3 separate regions of the Zea mays genome follow, and all the other regions are linked to region 1. The links are chromatin contacts, called in public Hi-C maps. All regions are on one chromosome and are shown on one strand. Each heading gives the region's core, a stretch centred on a gene start, on an enhancer-like site or on the middle of the called end of the contact. The rest is flanking DNA. Distances are from core to core; before and after follow the strand shown. Region 1 holds the start of LOC100217184 (Gamma carbonic anhydrase 1 mitochondrial). Region 2 holds the start of LOC542418 (beta-5 tubulin). Region 3 holds the start of LOC100276698.

The links. Hi-C and Micro-C count contacts between places; a contact is called where the count stands out from the background.
Region 2: a Hi-C map of ear shows a contact between it and region 1, with 2.7 times the contacts expected there. The contact joins the promoter of LOC542418 here to the promoter of LOC100217184 in region 1. A contact is called at or near these places in 2 of 25 Hi-C or Micro-C datasets (ear and leaf).
Region 3: a Hi-C map of leaf shows a contact between it and region 1, with 6 times the contacts expected there. The contact joins the promoter of LOC100276698 here to the promoter of LOC100217184 in region 1. A contact is called at or near these places in 7 of 25 Hi-C or Micro-C datasets (bundle sheath, ear, leaf and 1 more).

Annotation. Positions count from the first base shown.
Region 1 is chr3:48,365,349-48,370,344 of Zm-B73-REFERENCE-NAM-5.0, reverse strand. It overlaps LOC100217184 (Gamma carbonic anhydrase 1 mitochondrial), which reads right to left and starts at 2,383. Exons shown (of 4, transcript NM_001143544.1): 1 at 2,148-2,383. The coding sequence starts at 2,262.
Region 2 is chr3:48,156,609-48,161,604 of Zm-B73-REFERENCE-NAM-5.0, reverse strand. It overlaps LOC542418 (beta-5 tubulin), which reads left to right and starts at 2,177. Exons shown (of 4, transcript NM_001111988.1): 1 at 2,177-2,218; 2 at 2,717-3,131; 3 at 3,821-4,090; 4 at 4,406-4,996. The coding sequence starts at 2,738.
Region 3 is chr3:48,508,138-48,513,133 of Zm-B73-REFERENCE-NAM-5.0, reverse strand. LOC100276698 reads right to left here and starts at 2,247. Exons shown (of 1, transcript NM_001150425.2): 1 at 1,384-2,247. The coding sequence starts at 1,977. The coding sequence ends at 1,597.

The DNA.
Region 1 (4,996 bases), core at 1,134-3,633:
CAAAACCAAAAAGATATATAACATATTATACTGCGCACAAGCATTCTCCAGATTTTCTCCAATGTAAGTGTCACCGGGCCTAATATGCCCCCTGGCTGAGCCCAGCAAAACCCGAAGAAGGGCCCTGGTCGGCCAAAATGCCCTGTTAGGGCCAAAACTGGAGAGGTGACTTTTAGATGGAAAATTAGAATAAAGATTGTATAGGAAATAGGATTAGTTTATTAGGAAAGAGAAGTTTAAATCTAATTGGACTCTAGTTTGCTTGGGATACAAGTCCTCTAGGGACTATAAATATAGGTGTGATGCACCCATTTCAGTCTAAGAAGAAACAGAGTGAAAGCTCCTCCCTCCCTCTGCGCCTCTCTCTCTCTCTCCCTCTCCTGCCGCCACCGCCCTCTCCCCTCCCTGCACCAACGCCCTAGTCACCGTCGCTAAGCCTACCACGCCGCCGCTCTAGCCCTAGCCATCGGCCTCCACCACGTCAGCAGCATCCTTTACAGCCCGCCCTCACGGGCAGGATTGTGACAGTAAGACACGTGATAGAATAGTTAAAGGCAGATATATCAATTGCAAACCCATTAAATCATGGGATTCCTCTTTCCACAGAGTTCTTGCTGCATGCTTTCATTATAGGTAGCATAACCATGTTATCAACATTCAATATACATTAAAACTATATATTGCAATACATAGTTAGGCATACTTGCAATATTTTTTAGCATATATGATTCTTAGCCAGCCGCCCAGCCCAATGCACCACATATTTGCAGCATGAAGCACCCTGTGAGAGTAGCTAGTTCCAAGATAAGTAGAGGACAAAATTATGCCATGGGAAACAGTTCTTGTACTTTCAGTTTCCTCAATAAGCCCCCCCCCCCCCCAAAATGGTAGTTATTACTTATTATATTAGAGCCAGAATTGTCCATGAACGGGTAACTGTCCTAGTCTCCTAGCTCATTGGTACACCGGTTGGACCATCTTCATACAAAAATGACATTTAGAAAAAGGGGGTAAAATGTATGACTTTAAATTTTTTGTGGATGAATTTCCTACGAAGGAAATAAGACAACCATGCTCCATGGTTACTGGGGTGAGAATGTGCATCGTTCTGCCCCTAACATCCTAGATTCAAATCATAGGTTCTACAACAAGAGTTATAGCTGAAGAGAGGTTCCAAGGGTCCAGCTAGATGGCAGACTGCTCAAAATCATCTGGTTTAACAATGTATTTTCCTGTGCAAAGAAGCTAACATGCACATACAAGATTAGGTAGAAAAATAAGAAGAAAACAGAAAACTAACAGAACCTAAAAAGGTTTAATTCCACTTGAATGATTCCCAAAAGAATAAGTTTGAGATGAGTATTCTTGAAAATCTATTATTGAAGTCCCAGCAACTCATGAAATAAACATTCCCATGCTGCCACTGAACCAGATCTACATCTACTTACGTAGAAACAGGTCTAAATGGAGACAATCAGGTCAATTCGCATTCTCTGACACAGAAAGACTTTGACAAGACCTGATAAAACCCCATAGTCCATAGAGGGAGTAATAGTACTATATTCACATTTTGGAGAGAGACTTTCTGTCCAGTTTCAAACTTGTCTGGTATACACAAACAAGGGATAGTACTATAGATACTCAACTTAATATCATCACTGAAATGATCAACAAAGCAATTTGACATCCTGCGTACTTCTAGGCCTACAAATTTCACACCACCTTACAAAACCCAATGCTACCAAAGAATGATCCACAATTCGTAAAGGTATCGTTGGCATACTCAATCATCAATCTTATCAATTCTTTTACACTTAATACCATCAGCCTCAGTGCAACACCAGTGAAAAAATGAACAAAAGAGCAGGTCCATTTCAGCTCAAATCAGTGCGCAATAAGCTAACAACACAAAACTGTAGACAATACTCGAGTGAACCAGGCTACCCTTCTTGAATAGGGGACTTACGGGCCGGACGCATAAACATAACATTTCCCTAACCGCTACTAACCCTACCCAGCAATCCCCATTCGCTCAATCCTTTCGGCCGCTCGAATCCCCTCTACGCCCGCAGTGCTCCGCTAATCGATGGACACGGGAGGGTGATTTTAGAGGAGGACAGGGTGTGCCGGAGCGCGGCGTTACTTACTCTGCTCGTGGAAGAAGTACTTGCCCTGCAGGCGGCAGCCCAGGCGGTCGAGGGCCTGGCCAGTCTCCCGGATCCAGAACCCCACCGCGTACATCGCCTTTCCCAGACCCGCCATCTCCCCGGACGGCGGCGGAGGCGGCCAAAATCGCGAATGCGCTCGTACCCTGGAGATCTCAAGGAGAGGAGACGAGGCGAGGTAAGGGAAGGAGAGGGACGGAGGCTGGGCACTGGACCTGGTGTGCTGGGGTTCGCTCGGTGGTAGAAGAACTTTACCCTTTTGCCCCCTCTGCAGAAAGTGAATTCAGAAATGTGTGACGTTGAAAAAAAACCACGAACCCCCTACATTAGGTTTTTTTGTTTTCCCCGAAATATCAAAACTTAAAAAAAAACCTTGTTCGGTAGCATGGGATGTAAAATAAAAAAATCATACTATGGATTACATTATTTATATAATAAAGTTTAAAATAGAAAATTTGTACTATAGATTATATTATTTATATACTAATCTCTTTCTATTCATTTTGACCAGTCATTTTGTTAGACAAGGGAGGGAAAGACCGTCATCCCGATTATTAAGAAAGACCGGAACATGATCCGGACCGAGAAAATCCCTGAACCCTGATCCCCATCGCTAGCGGGTTGTCACCGCCCACTCTACAACGGCCCAGCCGAAAGGTGGCGCGCAGAGACGTAAACCGAAAGCGAGTGATGCACAATGAGGAGATTTTTAAACCAAGTCAAAAAATCGTCCCCGAGGGTGATCGAAATCGAGACCTGGAGGTGCTACTCGGAAGTTTTAACCATTACGCTAGAGGTCCTTTCGCTTCAATCCACTTGTAACTAAACAAGGAGATGTTTAGATCCTCTAGATTAAGGGTTCTAAATCTCTAAAACTAAGAGTTAGCAGCTAAAATTAGCTAAAAGATTTAGAACGGTACAACAAATAAACTAGCTTGTCTATACCTATCGAATAGTTATTAGTTGTTAATTGTTCAAACCCGGCTAACAACTTATTAGTTGACTAACAATTAGCTCTAGAGGTTTAGAACAGAGCCTAAAGTTTAGTACAGGTTTTTGATGCCATTAGGAAGGATAAACATGCACTACATTATAGAACTAATTGTATAAGTCATGGCTAATTCGCGAGACAAATCTATTGAGTCTAATTAATCTATGATTAGTGCATTTTACCGTAGCAAAATATGGTCAAATCATGGATTAGTTAAACTCAATATATTTGTTTCGCAAATTAGTCATGACTTATTGTTGAGGGCGAATACCACAGGTATGACGTGGCACGGAATCAACGAGAGGCGACGAGTGTTCAAACGATTGAATATTGTATATACTCCACAAGGCCGACCATGCCTCGTCTGAACCTAGCCTCAGGCACCAACAACAAATGTTCCTTCGTCCACCCAACTCCCGACCCCACGTGGGTCTAGGAGACGAGCGCCTCCGTCTCACGGTTCCATCTCGTCCAACCCCTGTGAAAGTCGCTTAGAGGGGGGGTGAATAGGCAAATCTGAATTTTATAAACTTAAACACACACTACAAGCCGGGGTTAGCGTTAGAAATATAAACGAGTCCAAAGGAGAGGGTGAAAACAAATCACAAGCAAATGAAAGCGGATGACACGATGATTTGTTTTACCGAGGTTCGGTTCTTGCAAACCTACTCTCCGTTGAGGTGGTCACAAAGACCGAGTCTCTTTCAACCCTTTCCCTCTCTCAAACGGTCACCTAGACCGAGTGAGCCTTTCTCTTCAATCAAATGGGACACTAAGTCCACTACAAGGACCACCACAACTTGGTGTCTCTTGTTTTGATTACAAGTGAGTTGAACACAAGAAAGAAGGAAGAAGAAAAGCAATCCAAGCGCAAGAACTCAAATGAACACAATTGTCTCTCTCGCTAGTCACTATTTAATTGGAATGATCTTTGGACTTGGGAGAGGATTTGATCTCTTTGTTTGTGTCTTGGAATGAAGTCTAGAGCTCTTGTATGAGGTTTGATGGTTGAAAACTTGGATGCATTGAAGTGTGGTGGTTGGGGGTATTTATAGCCCCAACCACCAAGTTGACTATTGGTGGAGGCTGCTGTCGTATGGTGCACCGGACAGTCCGGTGCGCCATCGGACACTGTCTGGTATGCCAGCCACGTCACCCGACCGTTAGGGTTCGACCGTTGGAGCTTCTGACTTCTTGGCCACCGGACAGGCACTATTCACTGTCCGGTGCGCCTTCTGGCGCTGCTCTGACTTCTGCGCGCGCAGGCACGTACTGTTCACTTTTACTGTACCGTTGCAGACGACCGTTGGCGCTGTGTAGCCGTTACTCCGCTGGCACACCGGACAGTCCGGTGCTACACCGGACAGTCCGGTGAATTATAGCGGAGCGACTCCTAGAATTCCCGAAGGTGACAAGTTCAGACTGGAATTCCCTGGTGCACCGGACACTGTTCGGTGGTGCACCGGACAGTCCGGTGCGCCAGACCACGGCTGCCTTTGGGTTGTCTTTTGCTCTTTTTATTTGAACCCTTTCTTGGTCTTTTTATTGGTTTGTTGTGAACCTTTGGCACCTATAAAACTTATAATCTAGAGCAAACTAGTTAGTCCAATTTTTTTGTGTTGGGCAATTCAACCACCAAAATTCATATAGGAAAAGGTGTAAGCCTATTTCCCTTTCAATCTCCCCCTTTTTGGTGATTGATGCCAACACAAACCAAAGCAAATATAAAAGTGCAGAATTGAACTAGTTTGCATAAGGTAAGTACAAAGGTTGCTTGGAATGAAACCAATAATTAATTCTACTAGATATGCATGGATAGCTTTCTTCTTATTAAAATTTT
Region 2 (4,996 bases), core at 928-3,427, 210 kb after region 1:
TAGATCTCGAGCTGGTGTGCGAGGGCTACGTTCTCCCCGACGAGCCTGACCTTGCCGATGCCGAGATGCGGAGGCTTGTTGGTGCCGCCGAGGGGCCAGGGTCTTCGCTGGCGCGCCACTTTGAGGCCGAGGTGGTTTCGCCCACGCCGTCGCCTACCGTCGTGCCCCCTGGTGACGCCGAGGGTGACGTCCTCCCTCCTCCGACCGCATAGGCCCGACCCCTGCCCCGCGGGGTTTTGAAAATTTGAATTTGTATAAATCGTACCGAGAACTTAATTTTTAAAGTTCTATTTGCATGGTGTGTAATTTTCCTGCTTTTTTGTGCATGTTGCTCTGTCTTACTGTGGTGTCCTCGTTAGAACGTGAATTACCTTTTAGGAAGGGAATCGTGAGTGAGGAAACCGTATCCTTGAGGCATAGGTATTCCCGCGACTCGGCTATCATTCCTAATCGGGATGTCCCTTGTTCTTGAGGGTTTCACGTTATGACTAGGGCGAGGGTACGAAACATGTTTTTTTAAAACTGCGAGAAAAAACAACACAGAGGAGGGGCTCCCCCTACTAGCCCCCGAGGGAGTCTTGTATTGAAAGCAAGGCCAATCCTCCCTTGAAAGCTATACTTTACTAATCATGAGAATAGTACAATTCAGCCATATGCCTAAGGATATAAGCGATATAGCTGTTCTATTTTCTATGCATTGCTGTAGACTTTTCCTTCCTCGTTGCAGAGCTTGCACGTCCCTGGCTTTAGCATCTTGGCGATGATGAAGGGTCCTTTCAGGGAGGAGTGAGCTTGTTACGCCCTCGGTTGTCTTGTCGTAACCGAAGTACCAAATCACACTTTTTGAGGGATTATATACGTCACCGTTCTCTAAATTTAGTATACATATACGTATATAGAGTGTTGTTGGAAACGCTCTTATAACCTAACTCTATTTCCGAAGCTAGCGGGATTGACCGCTGGCCTGATGTACGCGGGAAAAAGAATTGCCATGTACTGATGTACACAGAACGAGACAGCCCATACTCCCACGTAGGGATGGCAACGAGTCGGGTTCGGATCGGGTATGGTAAATACCCGCCCGCGACAATACCCGTGGGCATTACTTATACCCGCCCGTGACTATACCCGCGGGTAGGATTTTGTACCCGTGCCCGTACCTATCGGGTATCGGGCGGGTATCGGATACCCGCGGGTATAATTACACTTTACACAAAAAATCAAACTGCTACATAGGGACACATAACTCTTTGTTGACACTCATATATAGCTACATAAAATCACATTTGACATAGCGTTTAGACTTTACACTAATATATCATATACAAATAAATCAAACTACTACACATGTGTTGTGAGCTGGCTGTCCTTGCGACTGTTGCCGTCTGGCTGGGTGTCATCTGGCTGTTGCCTGCTGCCGTGCGGGCGTGCTCGTGCTCCTGACCGTGCGGACCAGCAAGTGCGAAATGGACCCAAGGCGACTGGGTGAGTCAGCGGCTCCAGGCTCAGTGAGACCGTTCGAGGTTGGCGGCAGTGGGTGCCTGGGCAGGTCACAGGTCGAGGGACTGAGGTGTGGCTGATCCGCCGATGGCCTGCCCTAGGTTAGAGACGGAGTGCGGCTGGCCGACTGTGCCTATGCGGGCTAGGCTAGTTGAAGTTGGGCCTACAGTTGGGCTATAATTGGCTCATATTTACATATTTTCGGATATCCACGGAGGACCCGCGGGTAAAGTACAGTATCCGAACCCGACCCGATGTTACCTCGGGTCGGGTACAGGTAAGACCCGCGGGTGAAATATTGTACCCGAAACCGAACCTGACGGGTCGGATATCCAGCGGATATCCGAACCCGCGGGTAAAATTGCCATCCCTACTCCCACGCCGGCAAACCAGAAGCAAACAAACGTCGAGACGCGCCCGGGCAACACCGTCATTTTCCTGGCCGGGAAGCGGACACCCGAAAAATTTCAAAATCCAAGTGCCCAACGGGCCGTTTTCGAACCGGACGCTGCCGGCCGTCTGATGGGAACGATCGGATGACCCCGGCGGCCGACGGTGCTTTGGAGGGAACGCGACTGGGCCGCCCGATCCGGTGCCCTAGCCCCCCCGCGCCCACTATAAAATCCGCCCCCTTTCTGGGCACTCGCTCATTTCATTTACCACACCACCTTCCTCTCCTCGCTCTCCCTATTCTGGACGGCCGACTCGCTTCTGTGAGGTAAAAATGCGGCGTGGAATCCTTGTTGCTTGCGTCTAATTCGGATTATGTTTAGTGTCCGCGTGGGGGATTTATGTCTGGTGGTAGCTGATTTCGTTTTTTAGGTTCCGTTTTGTTAGGTTTGAATTTTGGGGCTAGGTTTGCGTCGATGTATTCGCCGGTGGTGTTAGGTTTTGTTGGGTGTTGCGGTTTGCTTAGATCTGCACCACTCCAAATTTAGGTTCGGCGTTTGATTGTCAAATCATGAATCCTGTTGCCATTTCGGGATCCTAGAAGTTCTCGGTTCCTATTTCGGGATTTGGGTGTTTTGGTTTTGTTCGTAGAATTTCAGGTAGATCTCAAGCTGTTCCTCATTTCCCTGTTTTTCCCGGATTTGATTGGTTTCTGTGCTGGTGCTTGTTATTCCTCCATGGATCTGGTTCTCCACTCCTGTTTGGGAGCAATGTCCCCATCATTTTCTCGCTTCTAACCACCCTTCAGCTCCCCTCCCACCTGCAGCTACCGGCCTTAGATCCAGCCATGAGGGAGATTCTCCACATCCAGGGCGGCCAGTGCGGTAACCAGATCGGTTCCAAGTTCTGGGAGGTCGTCTGCGACGAGCATGGTATCGATCCCACCGGACGCTATGTCGGCACCTCCGACCTCCAGCTCGAGCGCGTCAATGTCTACTACAACGAGGCCTCATGCGGCCGCTTCGTGCCGCGCGCTGTGCTCATGGACCTCGAGCCTGGCACCATGGACAGCGTCCGCACCGGACCGTACGGCCAGATCTTCCGCCCCGACAACTTTGTCTTCGGACAGTCTGGCGCGGGGAACAACTGGGCCAAGGGCCACTACACAGAGGGCGCAGAGCTCATTGACTCCGTGCTTGACGTTGTCAGAAAGGAGGCTGAGAACTGCGACTGCCTCCAAGGTTCATTTCGTTTTTATCATACTGAAATGCTTGCTGTTGTTTGCCTTTTGACCTGAAAGTGTACTGTTAATTATGCTTATGTGATTGCTCTGATGTGTGTTAGATGTGATGAGAGCACTCAACTTTATGCTGTTATTACTCTTGGAAGGCACGATTATTTAGCCACAAGCATGCTTGCTTTCTATTCTACTTCTAATTGGTGGTCACTTGGTTGTTGGCCAGTATTTGCATCTGATAAGCCTTTGTATTCTATATTGTTGAATATAATTGCCCATTTATCCCTTGTCCTACGGTACTTGTAGGATTCATCATTTTAGGCCACCAGATTGTTATTTTTACTGTTAACTGCAGTCACATGGCACATGAGTTTCTTCACCAATATTGATTTGTATTAGTTTTAACTACAAATGAACTGCATCGACAAGGATTAGGTTTTCTACACATATTGTTTATAGTCTGACCCTGTTTGATTGATTTCATATATGAAAGACTTCAAAAGTGTCATGAGGGATATGTGATTGACACCCGCAATAGGTATTTTCTTATGTGATATTGGACCACACATTGCCCTTCTCTTTTGTGAGAGAACAAATTTAGGTTGTCTCTATTTGGTTTGTGCACAGGTTTACTATGATGGTAACATTCAGGTGTCCTTAGTCTCACTATTTTTCTTAACTTGCTGTAATCAGGCTTCCAAGTCTGCCATTCCCTTGGAGGAGGCACTGGATCTGGAATGGGCACGCTTCTCATTTCAAAGATCAGAGAGGAGTACCCTGATCGGATGATGCTGACATTTTCTGTCTTTCCCTCGCCCAAGGTGTCAGACACTGTTGTTGAGCCATACAATGCAACCCTGTCTGTCCATCAGTTGGTTGAGAACGCTGATGAATGCATGGTTCTTGACAACGAAGCACTTTATGACATTTGCTTCCGAACTCTGAAGCTGACGACCCCTAGCTGTAAGTTGATTTAAGCTCAAGTTTAATTTTCCTGTTTTCAAAATGTGTTATTTGCGATATGCATTGTCACAAGATTTATATTCCTATGATGGCTTTGCCACAATATATTTTTGCCCAATAATTTCATTGAGCTTTTATTTATTCGTATTGTTAGCAGATTAGATATACATGGCTGCCGAAATAAATAAAAAAACAAGCTGTCATTTGATCTGTACCAGATTTCAATCAATGATTTTGCTTATTGTTTATAGAAACCATGTTGTCATTTAGTATTTTGAAATTCTTGAATACTTCTGACATTTTGTTTCTGAACAGTTGGAGACTTGAACCACTTGATCAGTGCAACGATGAGTGGTGTCACTTGCTGCCTCCGCTTCCCAGGACAGCTTAACTCTGACCTGCGCAAGCTTGCAGTCAACCTGATCCCGTTCCCTCGGCTCCACTTCTTCATGGTTGGCTTTGCGCCACTCACCTCGCGTGGCTCGCAGCAGTACCGTGCGCTCACTGTCCCTGAGCTAACCCAGCAGATGTGGGATGCCAAGAACATGATGTGTGCTGCTGACCCACGCCATGGTCGTTATCTCACAGCCTCTGCCATGTTCCGTGGCAAGATGAGCACTAAGGAGGTTGATGAGCAAATGATTAATGTCCAGAACAAGAACTCGTCCTATTTTGTGGAGTGGATCCCCAACAACGTCAAGTCCAGTGTTTGTGATATCCCTCCGCGTGGCCTCTCCATGGCCTCCACCTTCATTGGCAACTCCACGTCCATCCAGGAGATGTTCCGCCGTGTGAGCGAGCAGTTCACTGCTATGTTCAGGAGGAAGGCTTTCTTGCATTGGTACACTGGTGAGGGCATGGATGAGATGGAGTTCACCGAAGCTGAGAGCAACATGAACGATCTGG
Region 3 (4,996 bases), core at 998-3,497, 140 kb before region 1:
ATGTTTAACCCACTAGACACGGCTGAATACATAGCTTAAGATACCCATGGTATATACCTTATAATTTCATACTTTAGAGTCCTGACGCATTACGTGAACACTATTTGCCGTTCTCAGACTTTTTTCTGACCACGTGACGTGAACGAAGCTCACTATTCTGCAACGTCACAGCTCTCTTGTGGACGGGCGTACGGCTAGAAACGTCAGTGGGTAGGGGTACTGCTGATTTTGCTTCCATGGTTGGCGCATTGCTTGGTCTGTCACAGTCACGGGTGCCATGCTGGTTTGTCCAAAGGCTTATCCTTCCTCGGTGAAGGCACTCCGTATTACGATGAATTTTTTATTGGACTGTCCAGGTATACTTGCTGGACAATGTCCTCAAGGGCTCGTTCAATGGGCTAGGCCCGCTCTCTCGTCTGGTCTCGTGTGGTACAAGGGCCTTGGCCTTGCCCGTGAGATTCGCTCATCAGAAAAACTGCTAGGTTCTTTCATCTGTGCATCTGTGTGAAGATTGGTGCCGCCTGCTTTCTTCTGCAAGGTTCGTTCAGGGAATAATCGATCTTTTACCGCTGTGACTGTTGCCTTCTTACTATTACGTCGGTTGTTTATGCTTATGATTTGTGTATCCATCTATGTTTATGATTTATGAGCCCGATGGTAAAATTTTCGAAGCTCACTGATAATAACGGTAAGATAGCAAATCTCTCGTTCTTTGAGCGTTCCGACGATGAAAGGTTACTTGGATTAGATTATACTTCCCCACACCACCGGGATGGGGTTTGCTACTGATCCACATTCTTTTGATTGTCTCCAGAGACTTGGAAAAGTAGAGTAGATTTGTCCAGTTCTGTATGAGTTATTATTTCAGCTGTCATTGTAATCGAAGTACCCCGAGTAGAAGCCTTTTCGTGCTAGTGGGTAGGAATCGATTCTTTGCATCAGTCACTTGTTATCTGTTTCATGCCAATCTCCTTATAATATACATAGCTTGGATCTGTTTATTTTTCCTTCAATTAATCACCACTACGAGATCTTCAAGCCTTATTCTGTAGCAGAGTTCTCTTTTGGTTTGGGGGCAACTAAAATTTAGTCACTTTTAGTCCCTGAAGAAGCAAATATGATGACTAAAGTGGAATGACTAAAATTAAGTTATCTAGTCACTAAGGAGGTGACTAAAAGAGACTAAAGAAGTATTTTTATCTCACTTGTCCTCTTCTCTTTCTTAGTGCAGCAGACATCCACTAATTAATAGAGGTAAAGCAATTATTATTCACTTCAATTAATGTTTTTTAGTCAAGTTTAGTCACTGAAACCAAACGAGTTATTTTAGTGATTAAACTAAAGTTTAGTCAGATGACTAAAGGAATCAAACAGTTCTTAGTTGTTCATGTTCTAGGATAAACTGATCTGCCTAAATGATTGCTACTACGGACATTTCAGGCAACAAATACGTAACTGAAACAGTATAGCGAAAACACCGGCTATCTAAAATGATGAAGCACTACAAAACTTGAATCGCTCCTGATCAGATTCAGATGCACAACATACACCATGGGCAAAATCTGATGAAGCAGCAGAAAGCTGAAGGGACGTCTCCTACGCGTGCGTGTTGCAATCGTCGCAGTAGAAATCGTTGCGCTGGAGGAGGGACCTCGTCGGCCCGACCGCTGCACCCGCCTTGCCGCCGCTGCAAACGCAACCGCAACCGCAGCGGCGCCCACGACCCCCGAGGCTTGCGCGCGTGTCGTGCTCGTCGCTGCCCATTCTGCTCAGGCTCCGGCTCCGGATCCGGCCAAACCGATGAATGATTCTGATGCTTCCCCAGCACGAAGGGCGGGCCGCTCTGGAGGAGGACGACGAGAAGGATACCCTGTCCCTGATGTTGTTGGCATCCTTCCCCTCCGACGACGGGGAAGGGGCCGGTTGCGGCAGAGGAGGGTCGTCAGCGTTGGCGTCCCGGTTTACCTCCGTCGCCATTCCTATCCTCCCTCCTAGCGTGCATGCGCGCGCGAGAAGCAGGGACAGGATGGAGGCGGCCTTGGATGATGGATAGATCGGATCAGAACCACAGGGCACGCAAAGGTGTCAGCAAGGAGATGGAGGAGAGAGAGACGGGGGGCAGGGGAAGCCGGCACGGCCGCACGGGGCCTTGTGCTGCTGCGGAGAGGAATCGGTGCCGTTCCGGCGTTCCCATCCAATTCCAACCCAACCTCCTGTGCCTTCTTCCTCCCCACTCCGCCCATCCACGTATTGACAGTTGACTGATGGATATCGGGTTTAGAAATACCCACGGTTTATTTTCTCGCTATTTTTTTTTGTTTTCGCTACTAGCCGACAAATAGATTTCGTTCGGATTTTAAATAGATTTCGATTCAAAATATAAAATACAAAAAACAAATTTTGGCCAATAAAATGAAATTCGGATCATGGCAAATGTAATTGTCCGATTTTTTTGTATTTTGGCCCTTTCATGGGAAAAAAATCACGTTTGGATCCTAAAAAAAATTAATGTCATTTTTGTACCCTTTGCTCGGCGCTAGAGCCCATGGCACCGAGGTAACACAGGTCGGCGCCATGGTCTATGGCGCCGAGCGCTGATGTGGCGCTGGCGACCACGGCTGACGTGTTAGCCTGCGTGGGCACCTAGCTCAGCGCCATAGATCTTGGCGCCGAGCTAGGATTTAGCCGCACGGTCCGTTTCTTCACCGCGTTTATGTTCTCTGTTCCTTCACCGCGTTGTTCTGCCCGCGCCGCCTCTTCTCACCGCCGGCCCCGCAGCCGCGAGCCTCGCCGCCGCAGCCTCTGCCAGCCCCGCCGCCGCAGCGAGGTCCCCATCGCCACCGCGTCGTCCTCCGCGCCCCCCCCCCGCCGCCGGTCGCTCCTCCGCGCGGCCCGCCGCCCCTGTGACCTCCTCCGCGCCGCGAGTTCCGCCCGCCCCACCCCCTCGTGCTTGCTCTGCGAGCTCCTCGTCGCCGCGAGCCGTCCTCCACGAGCTCCCCGCCGCCCCTCGTCGATGCGTGTCGTCCTCCCCGAGCTCCCCGCCGCGAGTTCCCCGCCGCCGCGAGTTCCCCGCCGCCGCGAGTGGTAATTGTGCATCCCCACAAAGTTCATAGTTACATATAATTTATAGTTAATTCATAATTAATTCATAGTTAATTCATAATTGATTCATAGTTACAACGTAATTCATAGTTACATTTTTTACAAGAGAGTATTGTTTTAAAGATATATACACCAAACATATAGAGGAATAAGGCCGACGTGAGATTTTGACTGTTACATTGTTTATCATATGGTTAGCATTTGTTTATTATGTAGTTGTCGTGATGTTTTGTGTGTTGGCAACCATCACGTTGTCGTTTCTTTGCAGGTTTTAGAAACCTCACTTTATAGGGGAGGTGCTGCCGAATTTTTATTGACAGTAGTTTTTTTGTACATATGTGTCCTTCCGACTACCTTCGTCACCGTTAGCTTGACTCGTACGCGATCTCAGGTATACATTGTTTTCGTACATTATTCATAGATTATATAATTTCGTTTAATATGTACTATATAGTTAGTAGTTAATAACTAGTTATTATTTATTTATTACTTAGTAAGTATTTAGGCTTCAGTACCTTGGCATTATTGAGTTAGTAATCCATGTTTGCAATAGATGGACACCCTAGTGACACTATACCATGGAGGAAGCGTGGAGACAGATGTTTATGGGAATGCTAGTTTTTATGGTATGAAGAACGTGACCATGATGTTCAATGAAAGACCCTCTTTTGCCCAGATTTTCGCTCGAGCTTGTGAGGAGTTCAGGGTTTGTTGACCCATATTACATCTGGGATAGTTGTCCGACGGTTGATCTCCATTGCCTCAGAAGATGATTGGGTGAGATATGTCAGAATTGTGAAGACGATTGTTCCACCATGTTTGGATGTGGTTGTTCGAAAGTTATCTGTTAGTCATTGCGATGCTCCAGTCGGGTTGTCTCCACAAATGCCAAATGCATCTCGTATTGAAGCTCCTTTGCTAGAGCTTCCGGAAGAAGTGGTTGTTGTGCCGATGCTCAATCGAGCCCGAACGAGTATGAGATTTCTCGTCGTCTTCACGACGTATGTGGGGCTTCTAATCCGGTGGTAACCCCCCAGGAGATCCCATTGACCTAGGATCCAATTCAGGATCATCCTAGTAAGTGTCTTGAACACGTTGTTCGTATCCATCGTTATTTCGTTTGATTAGACTTTTTAATGTAGTATTTCCTCCTTCGACGCGATGCAGGATCTCCACTACTAGATAATGGTGCTTATCTTGATGTGCCTGTATCATACAATATGGAAAACATATGCAGGGCATCAAATAGTGTTGATGTTCAGATTGAGGATGAGGAGGAGCCATATGAGGCTGCACGGGCCTTAGATTTTGATGATGACCGTCCGGTTCAAGAAATGACCGAGCAAGAAATTGAACTCATAAGATGTTTGTGTCCCGAGCGTGACCCTGCAGTACATGAATTTAGCAGTCTAAGTCATTCCACCGGTGCATATGCAGAAGGACGTGATGATGAACTGCTAGAGGCTCCGAATAACGTCGATAGCATTGAGATTAAGGTAGGCTTACTTTTCAAGGACCTGCCTACACTGAGACGATGGCTTCTGGAGGAGATGAGGTATGATGACAGGTACACTCCTCTCCTATAGAGGGATGGCTTGGACGTCGTATCGTTCCAGGTTCGCCGTGGACTGCCCACTTTCAACCCAGCGGCGTTGACGGCTCTGGTCGACAGGTAAATACTTCTATATTTGTTTAACTTTTACAATAATCACATCTACTTTGCATACTAATGATTTTGTATTCATTTGTCTTCCAATAGGTGGCGGCCAGAGACTCACACTTTCCACCTTCCCTACGGTGAGATGACTGTGACGCTGGAAGATTGCCAGAAGATTCTTGGTCTCAGCATTATGGGTCGTCTAGTGACCGGTCAGGCAGCACCAGGTGGTTGGAG